Regions from separate parts of the Oryctolagus cuniculus genome. Here region 1 is linked to region 2. Evidence: chromatin contacts called from public Hi-C data. All regions are on one chromosome and are shown on one strand. Each heading gives the region's core, a stretch centred on a gene start, on an enhancer-like site or on the middle of the called end of the contact. The rest is flanking DNA. Distances are from core to core; before and after follow the strand shown. Region 1 holds the start of YIPF5 (Yip1 domain family member 5). Region 2 holds the start of NR3C1 (nuclear receptor subfamily 3 group C member 1).

Region 1 (3,976 bases), core at 1,001-3,500, 780 kb after region 2:
GCCGGTTCTAGTCCAGGCTCGGCTGCTCCTCTTCTGATCTGGCTCTCTGGCCTGGGAAAGCAGTAGAAGATGGCCCAAGTCTTTGGGCCCTTGCACCCGTGTGGGAGACCCAGAGGAAGCTCCTAGCTCCTGGCTTCAGATCGGCACAGCTCTGGCCGTTGCAGCCATCTGGGGAGTGAACCAGCAGATGGAAGACCTCTCTCTCTGCTCTACTTCTCTCTGTAACTCCTTCAAATAAATAAAATAAGTCCTAAAAAAAAAAAAATGAAATCCATGAATACTTTTTTTACATGCACTTCCAGGAATATTTGAAGACTTCACATAGCAGGTATTTTAACATACTCTCATTGTTTCACGTGCTTTAGACTTGATCGAACCACTTAAGGTGTCGGGGGGTTGGTTACATGAAGGATAGCCTATCCAAGACAGATCAGAGACAGAGGCTGATTTTGATTTCCTATTTTTCTAATTCTTGGGCTCTTCATTCAAATTTATAAACTCAGACACATTCTATTACTGCACGTTGCTCAGAGACTGACTGGGGTACACAACCTTTCCTCGCCCTTATCCTGGGATATTCTTCATTACAGGAACCACAGATGAACATAGGATGACATATGACTTGTCTCACATTATATGCGCACTTCTAAGGGCATTTAAGTGGATGTATGCATGTATTCCCAGGTAACAGGCCCAATTTTCACGAGATTCTTAAAGGAACCAATCCAAGCAATCTTGGAAACTCCTTCATCTGACAAGAGGCTGACAAAATTTCTTCTAAGTTCTAAGACACTATAAGTACAGTGTCCTAGAAGGAACTGGTAGAAAGCCTTCAACTACTGTATTTTGGTTGCAACTCACTATGATAAAAAGATCTTTTTTGTTTTAGGCAAGTCTTAAAGGGTTGGAGGCCCTCCCAACCTGAAACAGGTAACTTACAAGCTACTAACCATAATATTCATCATGTTTCAGTACCAGTAATAAACATGATAAGTTGCTATATTAAAATCACCTAATGACTCACAATAAGGAGCCACCCCATTAAGCAGTGTCACTAAGCATTTTCAACCAGCACTGATAAAGTCCAAATGTTGGACTTGCTGACTACCAAACCATCAAAAGATCTTAATTTTTAACTGGTCCTGTGGACAAACTAGCCTATCTTCTGGGCATGTAAAACTCCCATGTTCATCTACATACTACTGTTCCACTCAATCACATCGTAAGATCCAGCCGAAGATACCAAACTCTAAATAAGGCAATTCCTTCAAACCCAAACCAGAGTCACAGATTTCGCTGGGAGTCGGGAAAGTATGCAAAATCACATTCTCAAAAGGGGACACACGTGCACGCATTCAATTTTAGGCAGAACACTGAATAGATGCTTTCACTGCACTGCAGGCCAAATAAATTGTGAAACTTGAAAAGTTACTTGCTGTAGGGTCCTCCACTTCCTCCATAATCATAAGACGGCTGCGACTGGTCATCAATGCTGTAACTTGTCTGGTAGAAATCCGTGTTCAAGTTATCAAAGCCTGACATGGCAAACGATCTGCAATGGAAGGAAAAGGAGGGGAAATGCTATGAACATCCGAGGTCCCACCGAAATCGCTCCTGGCACTGTGCTCCAGCAAACGCCCCTAGAAGGCAACAAACGTCTCTTCCGTACTACGAGGGAGCAACTGCAGGGCAGCCTGGTTGAAGGACCAAAGAAACCAAGGCGCCTCTACTTCAAGGAGCTGAAATGCCTTCGGTTAGGGAAGGGCTCACGGGAAGAGCTGTTCCACCGGAGTCTACATCAGCCACGAGCAAAGCTTATTCCTCACCTCGGTACAGCGCTTTACAGCTAACAACACGGCTGCCGCCTTGCAAAACGGACAGCGGGCCGCCGGGGAGGAGATGCAGACTCCCGCAAGGTCGCCCTGAGATGCAGGGACCGCGTCAGAGCAAAGACCTAAAGGGGAGCGAAGGTCCCAGCGAAAGGACCGGGGCGCGGCGCCGAAAGCCGGCAGCACAGCGAGCTGCGTCGGAGCGGGAAGACGCCGCACACGGTGCCACGGTCTGAGGCACTTACCAAACGCGGAGACGGCGGCAGCAGCGGCAGTTCTAACTCCAGGAGCCTCAAATACTCCCCAAAACTCAATTTCAGAGCCTTCACTGGCCCCGTTGCTACGTGTCACAAGGCTGAAGAACCACTTCCGGGGCACGCCCGCTCGCTCGCGCAGGCGCCTTGACAGGCTCGGTTTTCTCTTCTTTGGTTGGATACTAGGCAGGCGGAGGGAGGCGGAATTCCCGAGATGCGCGTGCGCAATACCGATTGACTGGTCCTGTGATGGGCCAAAGGTAAGAGGGAAAGTGCTTCCGGCAGCCGGGTTACCGGCGGAGGCAGGAAGGCGCAGGCGCAGCAATTGCAGCTTGCTGGGCGGGAGGGAGAATACCTCAGTAGGTAAAAGCTTTGGGGGAAGGCGGGAAATGCTGGAGGAAATGGACGGGCCGTGTTTTTTGGACTTTCCGTGCTTCGAGCACTGTGCTAAGGAGTTTAGGTGTATTAATTACAACCTAATGAAATGGTTACCCTGTTACTCTAGTTTGGTAAGTGAGGCAAAGTGTGCATGCATTCTGTGCTGGCTCCTGGAGAGACTGTGGAGAATACCAGCTAGAGTATACACCCACCTCGAGTGGGTAGGAGAGGGCGAAATCCCATACATGCTAATGAATGGAAACTTGTAATCTTCTTGTGAGTGCCCCGTTATTCTTTGAAAAGCTGCAGTTTGTATCCAGATAGAAAAGTCGGGAAAGAAAGAGGGTGATGACTAAAAAGGAGTTAGAGGGGACAGGAGGAAAAGAGAAGGTAAAAGCAGGAGAGTTGACAAAGATCGGAGTATTTCAGGTAGAACAGCATATGCAGGGGCTGGAAGAGGGACTGTGTGGTGTGAGGAAAGGTATGACTCAGGGAATTTGGACCTCTGCACTATGTATACTTTAGTCCAGAGAATGCTTTGTTGTTGGTGCCTGTCTGGTGCATTATGGTGCCTGTAGCAGCATCCTGTGGTTGCTAAATGCAGGTAGCATCCCTACTCCCCAGTTGTGACAGCTAAAACTGTCTCCAGTCATTGCCAAATGTCCCCCACCCCTGGATGTGTGTGTCTCGGGGGGCAACAACTGAGTTTGGGAACTGGTGGTTTAAATGAACCAAGGTGGCTGAAACAGTAACCGAGGAGAGCCACATCACGTAGAGGCTGAGATGGGCAGGCGGGAGCAAGGAATGCACAGCCTTGTGGCATTTGGGTGTTGATTCTAAAGGAAATGTGAAATCATTGAGGGTTATGAACTAAGGGGAGACATAAAGATATTCCTTTTGTAAAATACTGTTTTGGCTGCTGTTACATCACTTTTTTAGAAACTGAAGTCACTTTCTCAAAGGGCTAGAATCCTGACTACTGGGGCTGCAAATACCATGCCATTCACTAATAATTAGAACTGTTTTTGGGGTTTACAGTACTAAAATTTACACCATGAACCCTTTGGAGGATGGGAGAGAGGAGAAGCATGGGGAACATACAGCCAGTTAGCTATATAAGGCCCTGCTAGATCATTTGATCTGGCCCTGTCAAGGCAACCACAGGTAGGACTCAAAATTCAATAAATCCATAGCAGGTTAATTTTACGTTGATAATTTTGTATGACCCACAAATCATTTTATAAATATCCAGATGGTCTTTAGCAGAAAACAGGTTCCACACCCCTGCCTGGGCTCAAAATCCTGTGGTCAGCAAAAAAGGCCATTGTTCTGGGACCAGTTTCCAAAGAAAAATAAAATTTCACTGGTTAAAACTGCCCAACACTCACATACTTCCCAAAATAAAACAAAGCAAAAAATAAAACCATACTCCCTTCCAAATAAAAATCGTAACAGCAAAAGGGCATAGCAACCAAACCAAAACACCCAGCAGTATGCTCTAGAGACCAAGAAACA
Region 2 (3,854 bases), core at 702-3,201:
TGAATCGTCAATATACTTACAAAAGACTGAAGAAAAAGGAGGGAGAGAAAGCAATCAGAGGACAGCTGAGAATTAAAGCTTAACACTTCCGGCTGCCAGTCATCTACTTGAGATGGCAGAAATGCAGAGATCTCAAAGCAGAATTCTGCAGGATGCTGCCGCCAATTCCCTTCTTCAAGAGACTCAGCACACACCACCGGGCAGGAGCCCTGCTGGCCACAGCCACAGCTCACACTAGGGTCTCGTATACACCGTTCACTGCACTGCTTTAACAATCTCAACACACAAGTTCCTCTAAGAACACTGAGCTGCAAGAACAGGGCTCACAGTTGGCAACTGTAATAATCTGTAACCCTTTAATCTCCACACACATGCAAATACTATAGCACAACTTTTGATTATGTAAGCACTTAGCATACTTTTAATTGTACACTCTGAAGCAGCCAAGGGTACATAGTAAATTCATTATATTTCCTGAAATTTATATAATTTTTAAACATCTATTAAAGGGGGGTATTAAGTTTTTAAATAAAATCTTCAACCACTGTCCAAACGGATAACAAACAGCACCTTAAAAAAAAAAAAAAAAAACAAATGGTTCTGTACTGATAAACCTTTTAGTTATCTACCATGCCTACTTTCAAAAGGCCACTTCAACTTACACATACGAAAAAGCCCCTGAATCTCTGGAGAACAAATACAAATAGGTGAACACTTACAGCCATCAATCGATCTCAAGTGCACCACTCTTAAGAAACAGAAAATCCTCCGACTCACCTTGAATAGCCGTTGGAAAACACCGACCGGCCAGGGAAGTTCATAGTCCCCAGGGAAGTCAAGTTGTCATCTCCAGACCCTTGGCAGCGATTCCAATTTTCTGAACCAACAGGAATTGGCGGAATGACATTAAAAAGAGGCTTCTGCTCCTGCTGCTGTGCGTTCATGTCATAGTGGTACATCTGTCCTCCGGAGGTACTCACGCCATGAACAGAAATGGCAGATATTTTATTACCAATTATATTTGCCCCAGAAAAGCTTGCCTGACAGTACACTGGGCCCAGTTTCTCTTGCTTAATTACCCCAGGGGTGCAGAGTTCGATGAAATCTTCCTTCTCGGTTTTCACTTGGGGCAGTGGTACATTGTTGGAGTTTGATAAGATCAGATCTCCATTATCCTTAATTTTAGGTTTCGTGTCCGGTAAAATAAGAGGCTTACAGTCCTCGCTCGAATTCCCTTCCAAAAGGAATGGATCATCTTCTCCCGCCAAAGGAGAAAGCAGACAGTTCTCGTCCACCAACAGGTCTGACCTCCAAGGGCTCTCGCTCCTGTCTTTACTTGGGGACCCAGAAGAAAACTCCAAATCCTGCAAAATGTCAAAGGTGCTTTGGTCTGTGGGGTGCAACTTGGCACTGCCGGCGCTGCTGCCAGTCTGGCCCTTCGGATTCTGCCGTTCGGAGGCCAGGTCAGAGTGAGTTTTTGGAAACCCCTCTGTGGGGGCGGCAGACCCAGCAGCAGGCGCTGTGCTCCTGGGGTTGTCTGCAGCACTAGCCGACCTGTTGAGGCTCGCGATGCTTTCTTCCAGAAGCCGGAAGTCCGTTTCCCCAGAGGAAAGGCTGGTTTGGCCCTGCTGCGGGAAAGCCAGGTCACTGCCCATCACTTTGGTTTCTGTCTCGCCCATATACAATCCCATCGAGAGTGACACTGCTCTGGACAGATCCGGCTGCTGGGCATTGCTGGCTGAGCCTTTCGGAAAGTCCACCGCGAGTCTCTGCTGCTTGGAGTCCGGCTGCGCAGCAGGAGCCAGTGAGGGAGAAGATGCAGGCACCCTCACAGGAGCTCCTCCCCTTAGGGTTTTGTACAAGTCCATCACATTCCCGCGCTCCGCCGGCCTGAGCACACTGCTGGGGACCTCCTCTCTACCCGGGGGACTTAATGATTCTTTGGAGTCCATCAGTGAATATTAGCTACAAAAAAAAAAAAAAAAAAAAAAAAGGGTGGGGTGGGGTGGGGGTTGGGACATGGTAAGCTATAACCTCACATTGTCTCCGCGATCCGATTAGTAACAGCTTGTTAAATGAACCTTTTAGTTAACTCTGGAACAAATTCTTCGTTACCAGCAGAGAAGTTTCTACCCCGCAGAACAGAAAGCCCCGTCCCTGCTCCCACTCAGTGCACCCCATTCCAAAGTGCAGTGCAGTCCACCGCACAGGCAAGGGCAGAATTGAATGGGACGAAGCTGGGCTATTCAGCCTGCCACTCCCTGAACGTGCTGCCTTGCGCATCGCCGACATTCTAACTCACTACAGCTGAGTATTCTGAAGGTTCAGATTGATGTCAAAGTATTTCATTTAAACAGTGTGTTCCCATCAAAATTCCTCTCCTCTCAATCAAGGTGGTTTGCTTTTCTGAGCACCAACACAGCTAACATTTGGTGAACACTAAGCTCGAATTCTCTAGCCCCTAATTTCCCCCAAATTCAACCTCCCCTACCAGCTACTCACAGCTCCAGCCCTTTTCAGTACAATCTACTGGTGAACCAGGCACGTTTTATTAAAAAACAAACAACGCTGACGTGCTCCTTATCGTCTACGGGCTGGCAAAAAGCTCCTATTTTTAAATGCGTATTCCTGACCTGCTACATCTAATAGTGCCCACCTCCACATTTTAAATATATAAAATGAGGTAAGTTGTATACGGGCCAACTAAAACTTAAGATTTAAAAAAAAGCTCAACAAAATGTGTTGTAGCTTCCCACGACACTGTAGTTTATAGTTATCTGGTCCTTATAACTTCCCAACATCTAGATGAAACCTTATCGTTTTTTTTAAAAAAAATTTGCTTAAGACCCTCAGTACGAACCCCGATTTCTTCTCTCAAGAGTCCGCCTTTCCAAACACCGAGAAACAGAAGAGCGCAGAGCTGCAGGATCACGCCGGACCCCAGGAGCGGCAGTCCCCAGGCAGGGGCGCAGCCAGACCGGCGCGCAGTCCGTGCTCGGGACGCCAGGGCTGCCCCGAGCGCTCCGGGGACACGGCGGGCCAATCCCGTGCAACCCAAGAAAACTTTTTCCCCGCACGCGGACGTCAGCGCGGATGCAGAGCTGGGTGGGGGCCCGCACACCTCCCGCGGGCCGCGGCTTCCCCGCCCGCCCGCCTTCCTCGGGCAGCGATCTCCCAACACCGCGCGCCGATCGCAGCCTAATGAATTTCCCCGCCGCTTCCCTGACAGCTGCCTTCCAACCCGAAACCAAAACAATACCTCAGGCGGCGAAACGCCCCCTCCAGCGAGACCCGAACCCCCCGCGCGAAGACCGCAAACAGCCCCGCCACGCTCCGGGGGCCCGCGCGAACCACGCCGAGGGGGCGTCTCTCGCCGGGGGCTGCGGAGCCCCCCGCGCCGAGCCAGCACTTGCCACAAACCGCAGCACCCACCTCGGCCCGGGCGGGGAGGGTCTCTCTTCCCACAGGGGGCCCCCGCGCCGCGGCGCGAGCCGAGCGCGACGCGTCCAGACCTGTTGCGTGCTCCCCGACACGCCCACTCGCTCCGATAACACCAGCCCGGCCGAAGTCTCGGCGGTTGCGGGCGCGCTCGCCCTCGCCCCCGCGCGCTCAGCCCCGCACGCCCGCCACAAACGCTGCGCACCGGGACCGGAGGGGAAACCTGCGGGCGAGGAGAACCCGCGGGCGAGCAGAGCCCAAGCGCGGCTCGGCGCTCACCTCAACAAAAATTTTTTTAAATAAATAAATAAATAAATAAAAAACACACAAAACCGGGGTGTCGAGGCGGCCCCTTTGGGGGGAAAAGCCAACGAGACTGGGGTGCGGGGGAGGAGAAGGGGCACGAAAAAAGGCCG

The links. A called contact is a pair of places that touch in the nucleus more often than the background predicts.
Region 1: a contact with region 2 is called in a Hi-C map of skin fibroblasts, with 2.3 times the contacts expected there. The contact joins the promoter of YIPF5 here to the promoter of NR3C1 in region 2. A contact is called at or near these places in 2 of 6 Hi-C or Micro-C datasets (skin fibroblasts and an unstated tissue).

Annotation. Positions count from the first base shown.
Region 1 is chr6:31,620,769-31,624,744 of mOryCun1.1, forward strand. YIPF5 (Yip1 domain family member 5) reads right to left here and starts at 2,251. Exons shown (of 6, transcript XM_002710278.5): 1 at 2,075-2,251; 2 at 1,433-1,552. The coding sequence starts at 1,542.
Region 2 is chr6:30,842,010-30,845,863 of mOryCun1.1, forward strand. It overlaps NR3C1 (nuclear receptor subfamily 3 group C member 1), which reads right to left and starts at 1,952. Exons shown (of 8, transcript NM_001082147.1): 1 at 778-1,952. The coding sequence starts at 1,952. It overlaps LOC127490646 (collagen, type I, alpha 1b-like), which reads left to right and starts at 2,679. Exons shown (of 4, transcript XM_070075913.1): 1 at 2,679-2,683; 2 at 2,880-3,684. The coding sequence starts at 2,679.